Regions from separate parts of the Anas platyrhynchos genome. Here region 2 is linked to region 1. Evidence: chromatin contacts called from public Hi-C data. All regions are on one chromosome and are shown on one strand. Each heading gives the region's core, a stretch centred on a gene start, on an enhancer-like site or on the middle of the called end of the contact. The rest is flanking DNA. Distances are from core to core; before and after follow the strand shown. Region 1 overlaps SLC9A7 (solute carrier family 9 member A7). Region 2 holds the start of TUBGCP5 (tubulin gamma complex component 5).

Region 1 (4,983 bases), core at 1,679-4,178:
AGAATCAGTGGGCAAAAAGTGAAATGTGGGAGGTTCCCTGTGAAGACCAGGAAGCACTTCTTTGCTCTGCAGGTGACAAAACACTGGCACAGGTTGTCCAGAGGCTGCAGGGTCTCCTTCCTTTCAGATCTTCAAAAGCTGTCTGAACATGGGCAACCAGCGATAGGTAGCCCTGCATGAACAGGGGGTTGGACCAGATGACCTCTAGAGCTGTTTGGTGACTCCCCTCCTAAAGAAGTTTGCAGGTGACCAGTTGTTTGCCCTTGATAGGGGAGTTTCATAATCTGTAGGAGAGGGGAAGCAATGTGTTCTGCCTGTAAGCATGTTCTTAACTAACGTATTTTTCCAGGGGATAACAATTCCATATCAAGAAGTTAAGTTTTGGTTATGGAATCAAATGGAAAAGTGTCTATTTTCATTTAGATTCAGGGAGCTCCTTGATTTCCAAAATGTATTTTGCTGTTGTCCATTCCTTTCCTGTTAATTTCTGGAAATAGTTACTCCTTATCACTGTGTTTTCTGTAAGCCACATAAAAGCACGAGGGCAAATCATGCTTTAAAACATCCCAGAGTATAATTTACCAAGGAAAATGAGATAACTGAAATTCACCTGAGAACAGGCTGAGCCCCATGCTTTTTGCCTGTCACTGAGCCAGTGTGGCAGGGAGGGAGCAAGGAAAGATTCCATATTATGAATAGGCATGGTTGCACACTTCTGAAACTCTGCTATTTTGTTCTTTTGCATAGGTCTCAGGGGAGCCATGGCCTTCGCTCTGGCCATACGAGATACTGCTACCTACTCGCACCAAATGATGTTCTCAACAACCCTCCTCATAGTCTTTTTCACTGTGTGGATTGTTGGTGGAGGTACAACTCCCATGCTGTCATGGCTGAACATCAGGTCAGTATGCAAATGTATGCTGGGGAAAACTCCCTTTTCAGGTGGCAACTTGAGAAGTCCTACAGAATTTGTTTGATGCTTGCTAGAGCTGTTCTGGGTGTTTAGAACGCTCTCTTATATAGAGGAAGATGTTAGTGCAGGCAGGTAAAGAAAATGCACAGGCTGCTGCCGGGATTCAGCTCCCTGATGCTCTGTGATTAGGTACCTGATCCTTGTCAACCCTGTAGGATAGGGGATAGCATTGCAGGATAGTAGCCCCTGTACTGAAAAGAAAGAATTAGCCTATCTAGTACCATATCAACTTCTTGTCCTATTAGTCATTTCCCTGTCTTCTGGCTCTAGGTAATGACCCTATTCTATTTATTGAGTTAGATGGAGCCTTTAGTGCTAAAAATGCACTTAAGTTTCTTTGGATAAATGTTTTGATGACCTTACAACTGTGGTAAATGGGAACCTGCTAGTCTTTCCAGTGTGTTTCTTCTGTTTTGACGAGACCTGTGAAAATGGTGAGCAGCATGAGTATAGCCACTTGGCTTTAAATCTGGGCCAATACTTAGTACTGTAGGGCTGCAAGTATATTCATGTTTGAGGCTGCTTATCAACAGAAGTCCTAGAGAATCAAGAATCCCTCATTGTTAAAGACTACGTATGTTTTTCATTCTGTGAAAGCTTTGGCTGTTGTGGGGAGGGAGGGTAAATAGAGTGGAATTAATGCAAGCACGCTGTACAAATACTCCAGTGCATTTTTTCGTATGTAAATTATGCATGCTGTTTGGTCCTTGAAAGCATACTTTGTCTCACATTCTAGTTGTGCTGATCAGAATTTGTCTACTATTGTTTTTTCCTATCCTAGCATGATACAATCTTGCTAAAGATTGTATCTTGCTAAAGATTGTATCATGCTAGGATAAAGAAAACAGTTTCAGTCTTTGGAAGAATTAACCATTCTCAAGGTGTATTGCTGTTTTTTGGAAGTCTTCAGTAAATTTCTTGTGGCGATAGGTAGCAGGTGCTTTCTAGGTTGGAAAAAAAAAAAAAAGGATGGCTAGGATGCTCAGAAATGCCTGAGACTCCTATTATTGGAAGTAGATAAAGCTAAAATGTCTGATAAAACAATGTCAACAGCAAATTTTGGAGTTACAGGATGAGCTTATCAAAACCGTGTTGTCAGACTGACTGGCTGACATCCTGTCAATATGGATATACACTTGAGCAGAGCTGAACCACTCTGTGCCAAGAACATAGCACGTGTATCTGATGTCAAATGCCTCCAGCCCGAGAGAGGTACTAGAGCTGAAATATGGTAAATCACTGCTGTAACAGCACACATTGGAAAATTCTGGTTTCTTTTTTCTTGTGCCACACAAATCAATTTTTGTACTTTACAACTGTGTTTCAATGCAAGTTCCAGAGATATAGAGATATATAAGGAACAACTGTACTTACACACCTCATCAAGCCAAGCAGCCAGAGTGTCTGTATAACCAGCAGTGTACATAGGCTCTCTGGAGAATGGGGTATGAAGGAGCAGGGGATGAGTTCTGGTATGTGCTGTGCAGGTAAGAAGTCTGCCAAGATCTGCCTGCAGCTTTTCGTTGGCTGAGGTGAAATTCAACCACTACCTCTGCCACGAGGCTCCTTCAGTCATCTGCAGTAGGACAGGACTGAATTCTGGCGTGTCCTAGCTCCTGGCCAACTGGAAACTAGTGGAAGTAACTTGCTGTTTTTTATTTTTTTTTTTTATGCAGTCTAGCCCAGTAAACAGTTTGTGGAAGCATCTAAGAAGCTGCACTTACTCCTTTAACAGGTCTAGTTGGGCTCAATAATGAGATTCCATGGGCCTGGTTCATGAGCTGTCCCATTAAGAGAAGGATATCATGTAGAAGAGGGAACTCTACATAAGAAGTATTTGAGATAATTCTTTGGGTCTGCACACAGTTGCCCTGATGGGCACTGCTGTGTTGGTCAGTGAGGCTGCACTTTTTAGGGTCGAATTCAAATGTGTACCAGGAGGTGGCAGCCGTGTGCAGCTGATGAGTTAGGAACTTATTTCTGGTAAAGTAGAGTCTGAGACAAAACCCTTTTCTGCAGGAGATCAACACCTGTCTGACCTTACAGAGAGAAGACAGGGACAGATTAGTTTCCAGCTGAATTTTGGAAGTGTGCTGCTTTCCTCCATTCCTTTGCAGGCAGTGGAGGAGGTCGGCAGGAGGAGATGAAGATGCTCCTCTGTCTCAGTGCCTCAGGCAGCTGCAGTGCACGCTGCTGACACAGCACTTTTTTTGGATGCTTTCTGAGCCCTGGCACTTACCCATTAGATTGCACCGCAAGAGGCTGGAAATAAGTGCTGCTTCTCTATAGCGCCATTTAGCAGAAGGGAGAATAAAAGATAGAAGGCTGGTTGTTTCCTGGAGTAAGTGACTGAAGGGAAATAGGAAACTAACGCCATTTGTGTGTTGCATTTAAACGTTAGGGCTTGTGTGGGCTCTCACAAGTCCAGCTCTCGTGTGAAGCTTACAGCAGTTACTGGGGAGCGAAGGAAGGCATAAACAGGAAGGGATCTTATTTAAGGTTAGTCTGCACAATTTAAGTAGAACAGTACCGGAGAGCTGACTCCAGCCACGACTTTCAGCCTGGCTTGGTACTACTACATCCATAGTCTGTGTACGTGGGGCAGTGCCTTTGCAAGGACCCCGAATTGCTTTGCTGGGGCTCAGAGGCAAAGGCAAGTGCCTATTAATTGCATAATGGTTGTATGCATGCTTGGGTCTTCTGACCAGTGTCCAGTGCTCAGGATTAAAAGGTACAACCAAGCAAAGGACCTACAGTTTGCAGTGGAGACTTAGTTTGAGTTTACTGCTGAACTGGTTGGGAAAGTGACACTGTGGCATCAAAATCCAAGCAAAAAGAATGAGATCTTCAGATGCTGATGGTTTCTGCCACTTAATGCTAAGCAAGCTTAAAAGTTGACACCAGAAATTAGTGTTAAAGCCATGATGTCATATATTTGAACTTGCTGGCTGTCTTGGCTGTGAAACATTCATGTATGTGAATCATAAATGGTAATTTTTTCTAGCAGTAGATTTGCTTTTTTTTGTAGAAATTAAAGCATTACTTGAATTTTACAAATGAAAGTCTTCCTTTGAGACTAAAATGATGAAACAATTTCCTGCATGAAGCTTTAATGCTTTCAGCAAATTAGCCCTATAAATCAGAACTACTGGCAAAGTTCCTCTTTTCTGAAAAGTAGCTGACTTGTTTCATTTATTTGTCACAGGAAGGAAAACAAAAAAAAGAGGAGCTTCTAGCATTTGCACTGAAAAATATTTGCCACTTTTCATTAGGGTTTGACCTGTTTTTTTTCCATTTTGAATGAAGCAGCAGGTAAATTAGTGCCTGTTCTCCATCATAAGCTGCTTCAAGTGTTTGTGTATTTTAATAAAGTAATTTCAATTATGCTAATCAGTCTTTCTAAATCTTAAACGTGAGAATAGTATCTTTTGATTTAATATAGTTTTGTTATCTTTCGGGAGAAAAGTTAAAGGTTGCCTGAATGATGATAACTTAAATTTTTATCACTTTCTATATGACTTTGCAATTATAATCTTCTTAGCTTTTTATCTAGTGTTTTTTCCTCATTAAGCAAACTGAAAAAAAATAATCTGGAAATACTGAAACTCATACAGGTAGATAGTTCACATAGCAGCTCTCTGGGGTGATAGTAAAACAGCTTGATGTCAGTCTCAGGTTATATTATATTAAATCATCCAGGGTGGCCCAGCTATTAGTTGCTGGGTAAAATGTGCATTCCTTAAATACTGTGCCTCCGTGCGCTGCAATGACAAGAAGTGAGTGTTGATGCCAGAATCCAACCTTGTTATATCCAGGGCTGGTGTGGGGAATGTTTGATCAGAGGTCATATCCTTCTCTTTTGCTGCCTGTTTCCACTTTTTCTGCAATTTACATCTTTCATTTGGTTTATCATTTTCTAAGCCTGACTTCTTTTGCTTTCTTTTGCCCACGCAGCAGGCACTGTGCCTTTCCCCTCATTGTGGGCTTTTTTATTTTGCCATATCTTTCTG
Region 2 (4,766 bases), core at 707-3,206, 70 kb after region 1:
TTAAAGGCAAAGAAATTTCTTCTAAAGTAGGAAACAGAGAGAGAACATCAGAGGAGATGTAGGAACACCAACAATGTATACACTTTTTCTACTAGTGTTTTGAAAATTCGGTTTTTGTAAGTAAGGCACCGAAGCAGCACGCCTCCGAGCTTCTACATCTGAAGCTCAACATTTAGCCTGCCTTGGTAAAAGTGTGCCAGTGCTCCTGAATGCACCACAATAGGACCAGAGGGAAGAGAACTGGCTGACTGGCCGAGCTCAGAGGGTGGTGATCGGCAGAGCAGAGTCTGGCTGGAGGCCTGTGACTAGTGGTGGTCCCCGGGGATCAGTGCTGGGTCTGGTCTTGTTCAACATCTTCATCGATGACCTTGATGAGGGAATAGTGTCTGCCCTCAGCAAGTATGCCAATGACACAAAGCTGGGAGGAGTGGCTGACACGCCAGAAGGCTGTGCTGCCATTCAGCGAGACCTGGACCGGCTGGAGAGATGGGCAGGGAGAAACCAAATGAGATTTAATAAGAGCAAGTGTAGAGTCCTGCACCTGGGAAGGAACAACCTAAAGTATCAGTCCAGGCTGGGGGACGACCTGCTGGAGAGGAGCTCTGAGGAGAAGGACCTGGGGGTCCTGGTGGACGACAGGCTGACCATGAGCCAGCACTGTGCCCTTGTGGCCAAGAGGGCTAATGGGATCCTGGCGTGCATTAAAAGGAGCGTGGCCAGCAGGTCAAGGGAGGTGATCCTCCCCCTCTACTCTGCCCTGGTCAGGCCTCACCTGGAGTACTGTGTCCAGTTCTGGGCTCCCCGGTACAAGAAAGACAGGGATCTCCTGGAAAGAGTCCAGCAGAGGGCCACAAAGATGATAAGGGGCCTGGAGCATCTTCCTTATGAGGAAAGGCTGAGAGACCTGGGTCTGTTCAGCCTGGAGAAGAGAAGACTGAGAGGGGATCTCATCAATTGCTATAAATCCCTGAGGTGTGGGAGACAGAGAGATTTGGCCAACCTCTTTTCAGTGGTTTGTGGGGACAGGACAAGGGGCAATGGCTGCATGTCAGAGCACAGGAAGTTCCACATTGACATGCGAAAGAACTTCATGGTGCGGGTGACGGAGCACTGGGACAGGCTGCCCAGGGAGGTTGTGGAGTTTCCTTCTCTGGAGATATTCAAGGCCTGTCTGGACGCCTACCTGGGCAGCCTGCTCTGAGGAACTTGCTTTGTCAGGGGGGTTAGACCGAATGATCTTTAGAGGTCCCTTCCAACCCCTACAGTTCTGTGATTCTGTGATTCTGTAATGGCCTCAAGTTGCCCCAGGGGAGGTTCAGGTTGGCAATGAGGAGACATTTCTTCTCAGAAAGAGCAGTCAGGCATCGGGACGGGTTGCCCAGGGGGCTGGTGGGGTCACCGCCCCTGGGGGTGTTCAAGGAGAGGTTGGACGTGGTGCTTGGGGACATGGGTTAGTGGGTTACAGTGGTGGTGGTGGGGGGTGATCAGACCAGATGATCTTGGAGGGCTTTTCCAACCTTAATGATTCAATTTTACTGTTGTTAGGAATATGAAATTATACAGACTATTGTGTTTTTACAGAAGAAAGGCCTTAGAAAGAAACTCCCTTTAAAAAATACACAAAGCATAGCAACAGAATTTAACAAGTGTGACACCATTTATTTTAAAAAGGACATTTTTGTGCTGCTGATTTGATCACTTGCAACCCCCATTGGTTGTGCCGTTTTAAATGCTTCCGTGGTGAAGAGCAAGGCTCTTTTTCTTCACCACGAAAGAGGAGCAAAAGAGACAAAATCCCAGCGAGCACCCCGCCGCCAGAACGGTGGACAGGGGCCGCGAACCCGCGCCCCACCGAGGGCAGCTTCCCCCTCCCGCCTCACCCTGAGGGACAGGGAGAGCTCTCGCGAGAAGTCGCCGCGAAATCTCGCGAGAGGCGCTGCGGGCGGCTCTGTGGCGCCTCCCGCAGGCGCTTCCCGCCCCCCCCCCCGCCTCATCCCCTCAGCCGCCGCCATGGCGGCCCCCGCCTCGCCCGGCCGCCGCAGCCGCTTCGAGCAGGAGCAGGAGCGGGCTGTCCGCGCCCTGGTGCGCAGCATCACCGGGCTGCACGGCGGCAAGGAGCCGCCGCGGGACACGGGGACCGAGCAGGAGGCGGAGACGGAGCTGGAGCGGTTCCAGACGGCGCTGGATTTCGCGTGGTCCAACTTCAGGTCCGCCCCGAGCCGCTGGGGAGGGACAGGAGGGGAAGGGGGAGGGCAGAGGGCAGGGCTGGTGCTGTCCCTGCTGTCTGCCACAGCTTCTTCTTATTCACCACAAATATTTGCTGTAACGTATTCTAACATCACATGCAGTGCTTCCTTGCTACAGAAGCATCACATGCTTGCTAAAATCCTCGCTGCCAGGCCTGCAGTTTCGTTTTCCAGTTCGTTGCTGTGACGCTTGGAGGTGATTCTGGGTTGTCTGTCTAAATTCAGGCTGTTGAACTTGACTTTCACCCCCCTGACTCAGATGCAGTTAGTTTTCATTTCTCTCTGCCGCCATACGAGTTCTCTCACTGGTTTTGTTCCCATTGTTGATGGAAACTGAGGCAGAATATTAGGCTGGGTTCGAGGGCCTGTGTATTGGGTACCTGGTGCTCACTGCTGTCAAGTCCCACTTTGTGGTTTCTCTGTCTGTATAACTGATATATATATATATATACACAAAGAAACTTACTCCTATTTTAATTTCTTTTTCAAAGTCTATTGTGCCTTTTACAAGTTATTTATTTTTTAATTCACATACCTTTGTTTTACCTTCCTGTGTACTGATTAGGCTCTCTTTTCTTCTAGGCACCCTCCTTTGCCATTTTTAAGGGAGCTTCTTTTGGGTTTTACAGGCCTTCCCTTGTGGATGTTCTGCCTGTGCTGGTGGTGCAAGTCCCAGATGATTTTTGTGTGTTTGACACAGATGCCTTTGACAATAGCGTTCTTCATCTCCTTGTTCTGCTTGACTTAACTGACGACACATTTTAATTGCTTGCTTTGCTGTTACAGCAGTAATTTTCCATTCAGTTGAAATTGCTGCTTAACCGTAATCTGCATTCAATTTTTCCATCTTTAAGGTCAATTGTAGTTAATCCTTGCTGAGATCAGAGGCGCGGAGATTAAATTCTGTTGATGTTTAATGACGTTGCAGAACTAAGCATGCTTTATTAAAAGGAAAATATATTAAGAAAATGAAGTTGTCATCATGTATGTAAATCAGCTTTATTTTCTTCCTTACATAAGTTGCCTTTTCAAACTTATTCTGATACAGATTTCTTACACAGGTTTCACCGTTTTCTGGATGTGAACAGTCATAAAGTAGAGAGGACAATAGAAGGGTGAGTTTCATGTTTATGGACTAATAATCAAGGAGTTAACTTTCTTGAAGTGTTATTGAAACTTTTTTTTCGTTAGAATACATGAAAAATTGATAGTTCATTCTGACCTTGGAAAAGCTGCAAGCTGGAAGAGACTAACAGAAAAGTTTCTGAACTCACCACTCCCAAATGTTGAAGAAACAAAAGTATGTATGCCTCAGTTTCCTTCTTTTTTCCACCACCCTTGCGTTTACACTCATAAAGCGGGCTTGTGTTGTAATGTTGAGTTGGAAATTTTTGGTGGCTAAACAGTGAGGTTTGCAGTTGCTGTTCAAGTTATGGATTTGCAGGGTTGTAGTTTTCCCATTTGTTTTAGAAATAGGTTTATTGTTTTTTCAGGGTTTCAGCATGCACAGTTGGATGACTTAAAGGTAATCTTTTTGCTGCAGAGCAGACATTTAGCAGTCAACATTATACAGGTGTTGCAGCTGAATTCCTGTCTGTTCTAAAACAGTAGCTGAACAGAAGTTCTTGCACTTAAGTAACAAGACTGCAATTTTTGGTTTTAGTACTCCCAAATGGAGTGTTCCTGTCCCATAGCTTCTTTGTTGAGACCATGTGTGTGTTTTGCCTTTGGTACACTTCGCTTCAAATCTGTTTAGGATGCGGTCTGGATGGAAATGGTGAAAGTTGTCTCACTTGGACATTTTCTAGTGCGATAGTTTAATAATGAATTTGGCCTTTGAAAACTGGAAGTTTCTTCAGCTCTTGAGCCCTCAATAACGTACACATATCTTGACTTATTGTGCTGTATGTACTCTAGATTTTTAAGTAAGTACCTTTAGTTCTTGTTTTGAGAGTCAAATAAAATTGAAAGCCCACACAAGCACTTTATACTTGAATGTTCCAAGTATTGTAAGACTTGAAAAAGTTATTTTCTTAAAGGAGGTAGATAGCAGAAATCCATCTGGCTGTTGACCATTTCAAATGGTCTGCTGAAGAGCTGTGGAAAGTCAGAATAAGGCCAAAGAAAAAAAACTCCTGATAGCAGTGGTTGTGCTCTAAGCAGGTATCAGGAAATAGACCATAACGCCAGTCTCCGCAGGAATTAATGCAGAGCATTCCTACAGTTAATAGGCTGAATTTGTTCCTAACCAAAATCATTTAGTCCTCTTATTGACTTGTTTTTTTTTTAATGTGTTTTAAAGACAGATACACACTATTCCATACTGTCTCTTCTGTTATGTTTGTCTGATTCTCCATCCAACACCACCTATGTGGAAAAACCAAGACAAAAAGAGACAGGTAAGTTTACAGCTTTTTTTGTGTTGCTAGTTAAAGATACGCTCAATTAATGCAGTCTGATAAGAAGGCCATTTTTCCTCTCCATTTTATTATCTCCTTCACATCGAGATGCATTATTGAT

The links. A called contact is a pair of places that touch in the nucleus more often than the background predicts.
Region 2: a Hi-C map of subcutaneous adipose tissue shows a contact between it and region 1, with 4 times the contacts expected there. The contact joins the promoter of TUBGCP5 here to the enhancer-like site in region 1. A contact is called at or near these places in 3 of 8 Hi-C or Micro-C datasets (liver, skeletal muscle and subcutaneous adipose tissue).

Annotation. Positions count from the first base shown.
Region 1 is chr1:137,551,268-137,556,250 of IASCAAS_PekinDuck_T2T, forward strand. It overlaps SLC9A7 (solute carrier family 9 member A7), which reads left to right. Exons shown (of 17, transcript XM_027454186.3): 12 at 748-901. Among named protein-coding and RNA genes, the nearest start is that of CHST7, 39 kb to the right of the region's middle. Within about 2 kb of position 2,929, at least 1 of the 8 cell types and tissues checked has an H3K27ac peak or open chromatin away from gene starts, as enhancers often do. A contact at or near this core is called in subcutaneous adipose tissue, where this site is marked.
Region 2 is chr1:137,621,768-137,626,533 of IASCAAS_PekinDuck_T2T, forward strand. TUBGCP5 (tubulin gamma complex component 5) reads left to right here and starts at 1,957. Exons shown (of 24, transcript XM_072030467.1): 1 at 1,957-2,207; 2 at 3,308-3,361; 3 at 3,438-3,546; 4 at 4,549-4,645. The coding sequence starts at 2,011.